Linked DNA regions of Anas platyrhynchos: all the other regions are linked to region 3. The links are chromatin contacts, called in public Hi-C maps. All regions are on one chromosome and are shown on one strand. The core of a region is the stretch at or near the end of the contact, and the rest is flanking DNA. Distances in the headings are between cores, read along the strand shown.

What was found. Hi-C and Micro-C count contacts between places; a contact is called where the count stands out from the background.
Region 1: a Hi-C map of subcutaneous adipose tissue shows a contact between it and region 3, with 2.7 times the contacts expected there. The contact joins the enhancer-like site here to the promoter of CCDC82 in region 3. A contact is called at or near these places in 5 of 8 Hi-C or Micro-C datasets (F1 follicle, liver, skeletal muscle and 1 more).
Region 2: a Hi-C map of subcutaneous adipose tissue shows a contact between it and region 3, with 2.7 times the contacts expected there. The contact joins the promoter of MTMR2 here to the promoter of CCDC82 in region 3. A contact is called at or near these places in 2 of 8 Hi-C or Micro-C datasets (skeletal muscle and subcutaneous adipose tissue).

What each region holds. Positions count from the first base shown.
Region 1 is chr1:195,513,308-195,516,163 of IASCAAS_PekinDuck_T2T, forward strand. All of the region lies in intron 2 of MAML2 (mastermind like transcriptional coactivator 2), which reads left to right. Among named protein-coding and RNA genes, the nearest start is that of MTMR2, 48 kb to the right of the region's middle. Within about 2 kb of position 1,259, at least 3 of the 8 cell types and tissues checked have an H3K27ac peak or open chromatin away from gene starts, as enhancers often do. A contact at or near this core is called in subcutaneous adipose tissue, where this site is marked.
Region 2 is chr1:195,561,047-195,564,107 of IASCAAS_PekinDuck_T2T, forward strand. MTMR2 (myotubularin related protein 2) reads left to right here and starts at 1,358. Exons shown (of 15, transcript XM_005012851.5): 1 at 1,358-1,542. The coding sequence starts at 1,457.
Region 3 is chr1:195,308,923-195,311,741 of IASCAAS_PekinDuck_T2T, forward strand. It overlaps CCDC82 (coiled-coil domain containing 82), which reads left to right and starts at 1,495. Exons shown (of 8, transcript XM_072032766.1): 1 at 1,495-1,649; 2 at 2,159-2,711. The coding sequence starts at 2,166.

The sequences.
Region 1 (2,856 bases), core at 9-2,508, 200 kb after region 3:
CATCATTGTCAAACTTGAAAACTTTTAAGAAATAATGAAAAGAGTGGACATTTGGAAGTAAAAAAATGGTATTTTTCTGACGTTGGAACAAAAAAAAAAAAAAAAGAAAAGAGGGGAGGGGAACTGAAATACCTTCATTGACTGTTGAAAACAATTGCTCCAAGCAGGAAACTTGGCACTTGGAGCTTTTATTAAATCAATTCAGAGGGATCTGTTTTCAACAAATGAGATAAATGTCAAGATGAAGTTTTTAGCCACTCACAGTACATCACATTTTCCTTCCCCTAGAAAGTAGAACAAAAATGTGCACAAATAAATTACTTACATATGTAAAAATCACATTCTGTTTAAATAATCTTTTCTTCCTGCCTGAATGTATCAACAGTGTATCAAAGCTTAATATAATCTTTTAAGAGTATGATTATTTGAGGATGTTTTCATCCTCTCTACTCCTTATTGTTAACCTACATCAAAGCAAACATGTAAACACAATTTATCTGGATAACATCTTTATTTATTACCATCCAGACTGTTATCCAGAACTGGATGCTTCCTATGTGTATATGGAAAGGAACTTTCAGCTAGATCAATATCAATTCTTCACAGCTTTTTTTTTTCCCCTCTTACCCATTTAGCACCTCTCTCTGTCTTTTTCTCAGTCTCTCATCTGCCATTGTGTGCTTTTCCGATGGTTCTAGCTCCTGGAAACCTCTATTTTTTGGCTTCCTCCTCTTTGCTAGAGCCATGCAACCTCATGCTGTTGGGTGCATTCATAGTGGTGGACAGGAGGGAAGGCCTGACATGAAGCTCCAGGCATGTTGTTCTCATCCACAGCCTTCAAACTTCTGTTCCCAGTTTGTCCAGAGCCTGTCTGGCAATTTCTTTGCACGTTAGTGGAAATATGGCAATGGTCTCAGGAGCTTATGTTCCCCTTTCTTGGAGGAAAGTGACAGAAGGTGCAAGCTGAGAAAATGCTGAGACACTTCTGGGTCTTGTGAGGTCAGAGGCTGGATAGTGCTGATCTCGTCACGCTGACTCTGCTCCCTAAAGGTCCCAGCATCATGCCTAAGCAACCACAGGAAAGAAGGCAGCTTTATTTCCAATTTCTCCTCCGAGTACCACCTGATTATGCTTTTGCAATATGGGGAAGAGAGGGTACAAACGACCTAAAGAACTGGGAGGGTGCTGAGGGAGTCTTTCAGTCCCAAAGCACTGAGCTTTGTAATCCTTACTCAAGCTAGGGAAGGCTATTGTCAATAGTCCCTTGATATTTAAGCTCTCCAAACCACTGAGTCATTGGGCCTACTCATCTGAGTCACTGCAGAAGGGAGGGAGCGCTGCAGTTGCACAGAGGACTTTAGCAAAGGCCAGTTTTCAGAGAAAATCCCTCTGGACAAATGTAAATGTGAAGAAAGTTCAAAAGTCAATAAGATGCAGCAAGAGGGAGTAAAGCAGGGGTTGTCAGGTGGGCAGTGAGGAACACGTCACTGCCAGGTCAAAACATTAGCCAGGAACAACATAACTGCAGGAAAAGCCATGGAAAAGTGGAATATATGGGCATTTGTCTTCAAATGGCAACTGAAACACAGACAAGTAGCGAGGAAGTAGCAAGAAAGCCAGCATAACCAGATTTATATTGCCCACTGCTGTTGTAGGCACAGGGAATATTTCATGTTTGAATCCATGCAAGAAGGGTCTTGGCCAGTGACAAAAGTTCCCAAAGGATCTTTCAAACTGGCACTGGTTAGAACAGACTTTAAGATGCTTTAGCTCACTGTAGGATTGCTTTGACATCTCTAGATTCTGGAATGGAGGATATTGGGATCCTTGGGATTTATCCTTGGTTGTGGAAGTGGTGCAGTGGTTGAGTACAGAAAGCAGAGCTGGGGACGTAACCAGGGACTGTCAACATGGATCTATTTTGATTGAGTTTTAGCAGATACCTGCTTTCTGCTCCCTGTCTTGCCTGTACTTCCTTTCAGGTCTCTTATGTAAATAAGGAGAGGTGAAGGCTTTTATCTGACAAGGTTTGGAATGTCAATGGGCTAAGAGAGAAAGTCTGCTCAAATTAGGAAGGAAACTGTGGGGACTGATGATCAGGTTCTTAATAAAGCAATTATATCAGTGGGATTAAGGCCAGGACCTTTGCCATGCAACAGAGCGGAAGGTCTGGAACAAGAGGGGAGTTACAGAATGAGAAAGTTTGTTCGTAACACAAGTTATTCAGTGTAAAACCAAAAGCCAGCTCCCAAATGTTGAGAAAGGGTTTCTGAAAACTGAATGACTGTATGTCTATAAATGCAGGGGAATACATGACTTAAAATAAAAGCAAGAACTAAAAACACCACCAGCAACAAAAACAAAAACAAACAAACAAAACAACACAGGTCTGCTCTTTTATTTGGGATAGGAGAAAGCTGTTGTAACCAATGATAACTCATATGGGAGCTTGTACTGATCCTTGTACTGTGTTGTAGCACTGATTTTCGCATGGTATTGAGGGTAACAAAGAAGGGCAGGCCGGATTTTCTGCTGAGGCATCAGCCACGATGAAGAGAAACAAGCTGAAGCTCAGCTTGTGGGCAGAAATTTCCCAGAATACATTGGCAACTGGGCAGAGCGAGTGTGTTGGCTTGGCTCCCGAGCACATTGGCTCCCCGTTCCAGCACAGGAACAAACCTAGGCAGTGTTTTGTAAGTCGGGTCAAATTCCTCAGGATGGACATGATTCAAGAGTCTCTGATAGTCCATGACTGTGCCTAAAGCCTAAGCGTTGTAGTAACTCTATTGCACAATAGGAAAGGGAATCACACTGTGACATTTAATGAAGGTATTTTGGATTTATAAATTGTCAGCT
Region 2 (3,061 bases), core at 108-2,607, 250 kb after region 3:
AGTTTGCATTTTAGAAAAGTTTACACGAGCTCAGTTTTTTACACTAAAAAGAAAGGCTAGACAAACTCATTTGCCAATTTATAAACTTTTTTTAGAACTCGAAATTAAAAAAAAATACAGTGAAAAATTGCTTCAACAAAGCCGTGCTTTCAAGTTTAAACCAGCTTGAAAACCATCCCACATCAAGCTTGCTCAACAGCAGCCGAAAGACGCTGCAGGAAAAGCGAGGGAGGAAATTTCACAGCAGCCTAGCGCTGTCTCAGGCGGGGCTGCTCCAACATCCTGCTCGTCTTCACCGGCCTGTGAGTGACTCAAAGTGCTCCGGAGTTATACCCCAGCGACAGGAACAGAACGGGAAATAGGCAGAGATATATCACCCAGCTCGCTCTTTGGAGAGCAAAGGGATGTTTGAGTAACCATTGACAGCCACAGAGCGTTCAGGCTGTTTGTGTTTCAAGTGGATGGCCATTTGGGGTGATGTTCATGGCATTGGGTGTTTGCTTTACCAACAGGCAGCATGGATGAGCGGGGTTTAGTGGAAACCCACCTGCCTACTAACAGGTCCCCGGTGTTTTGGTTTCTTGTCTGCCTTGTAGGATTTTTGTCAAAACAGCTGCGTGTTCAGCACCCGCCCTGTGCGAGAGGGGAGCGTCAGCTGCAGTTCCCCAGTCTGTAAATAACGCAAAGAGCTCTTCTCTCGCTCGCCAGATTGCTTCAAGGAACTGAACGTTGCCCTTCCTGCAGAACTACCTGTGTTTCGATAGCGATCTTTGACGGCAAAGAAATGGGCACAACCCGTGATATCTGTACTCAAGCTGTCAGCCCGACAACTTCTTCCTCCACGTGTGCACAGCGGATCCACACCGGCACCCTGTGAAGCCGAGCAATTTGGGCCTGGTGGAGGCCATCATCTTCAGATGGGATCCTTGAGTGATTAAGCATTGTATAAGGGTGATTAAGGATTTTGGGAGCACAATTCTTTTTTAGTATGTGAACAGAGCTTGGCATAAGGGGGGATGGGGGGAGGGGGGGGGGTCTGTGCCTCCTGCAGGCTAGTGTAACAGAAATAATGCCACTGACAGAGGCTACAAGCCTCTAGGAATGACTTTGGTGTCCAGATGCAGAGGGTGAATGCCCAGGGGAAAGGAAGGGCGAACAGTGACTGGATTTGGCCAGGCTACCACGGGTGGCTCCTCGCCCATTCCGCCCCCCACCCTCTCCCCCATGCCCACCCCTCTTCCCTCGCTGCCCCGCCACCCCACACACAACCCCAGCCTCCCCCTTCACCCCCAGCCACCACCAGCCGATCCCCCCAAGGGGTGAGGGCAGGCTGCGGCAGCCGGGGGCCGAGCCGAGGCAGAGCCGCCCCGCCTCAGCCCGCCCTTCCCCGCGCAGCACGCCGGGCCGCCATGGCCGCTCCCTGCGCCCGGGGCTGAGGGCCGCCCCGCCGCCCGGCATGGAGGAGAGCTCCAGCTGCGAGAGCCTCGGCGCCGGGCGGCCGGCGGCCGTGGGGAGGCCGCCCAGCGGCGATTCCCTCTCCAGGTAACGGGCAGGGTCGTCCCCCATTGCCCTCCATACCCGCCCGGGGTCGTAGCGGGGTGTGGGATTTGGGATTTGGGGGTGTGGGGGGGAGAGGGTGCTCGGAGGGATGCAGGGCACGGCGCTGGGGCAGCCGCTATGCGGCCGATTTAGGAATGAATTGTAAAGGTTTGGTAGAGGTGCCCCCGCCGTCAGTGTGTAATCATGCTAATTAAAGCCATGTTTCTTCGGTGGGTTTGGGGAGGGAGCAGTAAAGGTGGGGGTCTGCTGGGGCGGCAGGAGGGGTGCAAGGAGCATCCCTGGTGCTGCACCCCGAGGGGCGCTCGCTGTGTGCCAGGCTGGGCCTTGGTCTGAGCCTTCAGCAACAAATCCGCGGGGACGTGTCCCCTTCCAGCTCTAATTTGCAGTCTTAATGGCCTTTTAATTCTCTCTGGGTGATTTCCGAGGTCCTTCAGTCACACAAACTGGAAAGAGGCGTCCCGTGCCTTGCACAGGTTATCGGGGAGGAAATGAGAAGTATGCAAAGCAGCCATCAAATACAGCATCCACGTACTGTATTTATACCCAAAAAAAGCAGTTTTCTCTATTGGTATTACATGAATTTGGGATTGAAGGCACAAGAATTACATTGGTCTGAAGTTCACGACTCGTGGAAACACTTGATAATTACGTTTCAGGTGAAATTCATCGTAGAAGTTGAGGGGAGACCTCATCAATGTGGATAAATATCTGAGGGGAGTGTGTTGAGAGGATTAGGCCGGTCTCTTTTCAGCTGTGCCCACTGACAGGATGAGAAGCAATGGGCACAAACAGAAGCCCAGGAGGTTCCAGCTCGATATGAGGGGGCACTTCTGTACTGTGAGGTGACAGGGCGCTGGGACAGGCTGCCCAGAGAGGCTGTGGGGTCTCCTCCTCTGGAGATATCCCAAACCTGCCTGGATGCCATCCTGCACAACGTGCTCTAGGTGATCCTGCTCGGCAGGGGTTGGACTGGGTGATCTCCAGAGGTCCCTTCCACCCCCAGCCGTGCTGTGACTCAAAAGCACATCTTGCTGTAGGGTGTAGGAGCATGGGGCAGGCGAGGGATGGGACCTCAGAGTGCCTCAGCACTCTGTCCCAGCAGGGACAGCACTGGGGGCAGGTCAGGCTGCTCAGGGCTTTTTTTCCAGCCTGGGCTTGGAAACCTGCAAGGACAGAGACCACACAACCTCTCTGGGCAGTGCATCTCCTCAATACCTTCTGTGAAGGCTCTAGGGGTGCTCATGGATCCATCCAAAGTCCACTCTGCTCCAGGCTGGACAAGCCCAGCTCCCCCAGCCTCTCCTCAGAGGGCATGTGCTCCAGCCCCCACATCTCAGAGGCCTCTCCTGAGCTCCCTCTGGTTCATCGGTGTCTTTTCTGTACTGGGGGTTTAAAAGCAGGATGCCCAGAAACACTACAGTGAGTGCTGAGTAGAAGGGATGATCTGGATCTCCTGGCTCTGCCCCTGTTCCTACAGCCCATGGTGGGGTTGGCCTCTCCA
Region 3 (2,819 bases), core at 245-2,744:
TCACCTAGCTGCTGATTTTTCACTGAAGGGAACCACAGAGCAGCAGGCATCATACCCAAATTATGATTTACGGTTGTCAAATAAAGTGTTGTTTTCTTCCAGGGCAGCCCATGGAGGACAGTTGGCTGGCAGAGGATTTCCAAAGCACAAGCACCATTGGGATTTCAGCTGTGGGTGGGTCACAGCCTGGTGACCCCAAACCTCCCCATAATTGCAGCTTCAACAACCTCTGTTCTCATGTCCCCCGACAGTTGGGAATAGAACATGTGAAAATTACCAGGTTTTGCTCACAAAACAGCAGATAGTAGTGTACAGCTGCGAAGAAGCTGCTTTCCCAGGGAAGCCTTTGTACAGGTCTTAGTGACCTGCCAATGACACCAAGCTCTGTGGTGGGGTTGACGTGCTAAAGGGAAGGGATGCCATCCAGAGGGACCTGTACAGGCCTGAGAGGTGGGCCTGTGTGAACCTTGTGAGGTTCAGCGAGTCCAGGTGCAAGGTCCTGTATCTGGGTTGAGGCAATCCCAAGCACAAATATAGGCTGGGTGGAGAATGGATTGAGAGCAGCCCTGACAAGAAGGACTTGGGGGTGTTGGTGGATAAGAAGCTTGACACAGCTGTCAGTGCGCACTTGCAGCCTATAAGGCCAACCGTTATCCTGGGCTGCACCAAGAGCAGCGTGGTGAGGAAGTCGAGAGGGGGGGTTGTCCCCCTCTGCTCTGCTCTCCTGAAACCCCACCTGGAGCCCTGTGTTCAGCTCTGGGGCCCCCAGCACAAGAAGGACATGGAAGTGTTAGAACAAGTCCAGAGAAGGGCCACACGGATGATCAGAGGGGCTGGAGCACCTCTCCTGTGAAGACAGGCTGACAAGTTGGGGTTGTTCAGCCTGGAGAAGGGAAGGCTCTGGGGAGACCTTACAGCGGCCTGCCAGTACCTAAAGGGGGCTACAGGAAAGCTGGGGAGGGACTCCTTGTCAGGGGGTGTAGGGAGAGGACATGGGGGAATGGCTCTTAACTAAAAGAGGGTATGTTCAGATTAGACACTAGGAAGAAATGCTTTATTGTTGTAAGGGCGGTGAGGCCCTGGCCCAGGCTGCCCAGAGAAGCTGTGGGTGCCCCATCCCTGGAGGTGCTCAAGGCCAGGCTGGATGGGGCTTTGGGCAACCTGGGCTGGTGGGAGGTGTCCCTGCCCGTGGCAGGGGGGTGGAACTGGGTGGGCTTTAAGGTCCCTTCCAGTCCAAGCATTTTGTGATTCTATATGAATGATTCTACGACCTGCAGCTACCAGTGGCCGCCAGAATCCCTCTTGCCCCACGCCTAGCAAGCCCACAGAGCCTCAGAAACACAAATGCACCGAGCTGAACCGCGATCACAACCGAGCCACCATATCCCGGTGCTAACCCCGCCTGCTAGGCAGGGACCTGAGGGCGGGGGCAGGACTCGAACCCGCGGCCTCCGACTCTCCAACCTGCGAACCCTGGGCAAACCACGTGACAGCCCCGCCTCCCCCATGACCTGCCAGCACTTCCGTAAACATGCCGGGGGCTGAGTGACAGGCCGCGGCAGCCAATCGGAGTGCGCGGAGCGCGGGGTGTGGGCGGTGACCTCCCTTCGGCCGCCCGCGCGCGCACTGAGGCGCGGGAACCGCTCCCGGTAACTACCGGTGGGGTCGGGCCGCGACAGAGCGCGACATGCCGCGATATAGCGCGATATGGCGCGACAGGGCGCGACGAGGACCATCGGCCTGTGCCGTGGCGGCGGGGGGAGAGGGATGGGCCCCGTTGGGCCCGACCCGGCTCCCGTTGGGGCGCCCCAGCCCCACTGGGGGGGGGACAGGGCCCGGTGGGGACACCGGGGGAGGCCTGAGGTGGCAGGTCCGAGCACTCTGCCTCGGCCAGTGTGGGAGGGGGGGTATACTTAAAGGTTTTTTCAATTTTTTCGGGCTGGGTGGGGGTATTTGTGCTCCTGTGTGTGTTTTGAGGAAGGTGTGCGCTCCTCAGAAGTCCTGAGTGTGGTGTGGTGATGTTTTCTCCGTGTCTCACTAATGGTCTCGTTAAATACTATAATTTTACATGGTAAAATGTGCCAGATCGCCCTCATCCTTTGGGATAAGGTAACAGGTCCGTTGTCTCACCGGTGTGTATCGTGGTGTGTTGTCACAGCTTCCCGATGGAGGCCGCAGCAGGTGTCAGGAGGTACGAAACAAGAAACAAGACGGCCGGGACGGAGCTGTCAGCCAAATCCCGCGTGGACTGGAGGCGCACCAAGAGGGAGCGCCTGCTGTTTGACAGCGATGACGAATCCTCGCTTACCTCCGAGGAGGAAGAGTCCACGGAATCCACCGTGTCAGAGGATGGAGTGGGCGAAAAAGATGAAGCTGTTCTGAAGAATGGCTTTTTGGATCAGGAAGAGAAAATCCACAGCGGGGAAATAACAGATGATGAATGTGTTGTGCCTGGGAAGCGTAAGAGGTTGAACAGCTCGGTACTGCACGACAGCGATGAAAGCGAGGACAGTGATATCCTTGTTAGGAAAGTTTTTGCCAAACGCCACTGTATAATTAATGAAGATGAGAGTTCCCAAGAACAGCAGCCTGATAAAACCTGCCCTACGGAAAATGTTTCTACTAGCAGGAAACAGAAAGTGGTGGCAAAATTGAATGCTCTTGCAAGACAAAGAGCATCTCGGACATCTTCTGCAAGTGAAAATTGGGAGGTCTGAATTTTATCTTTGAGCTTCAGTTCCACCACTAAATGTAGGGGAAGATGGCAATTAATAGATACCAATCAGTAGGATTTTTTAATTTTGTTTTTTATTCATGAC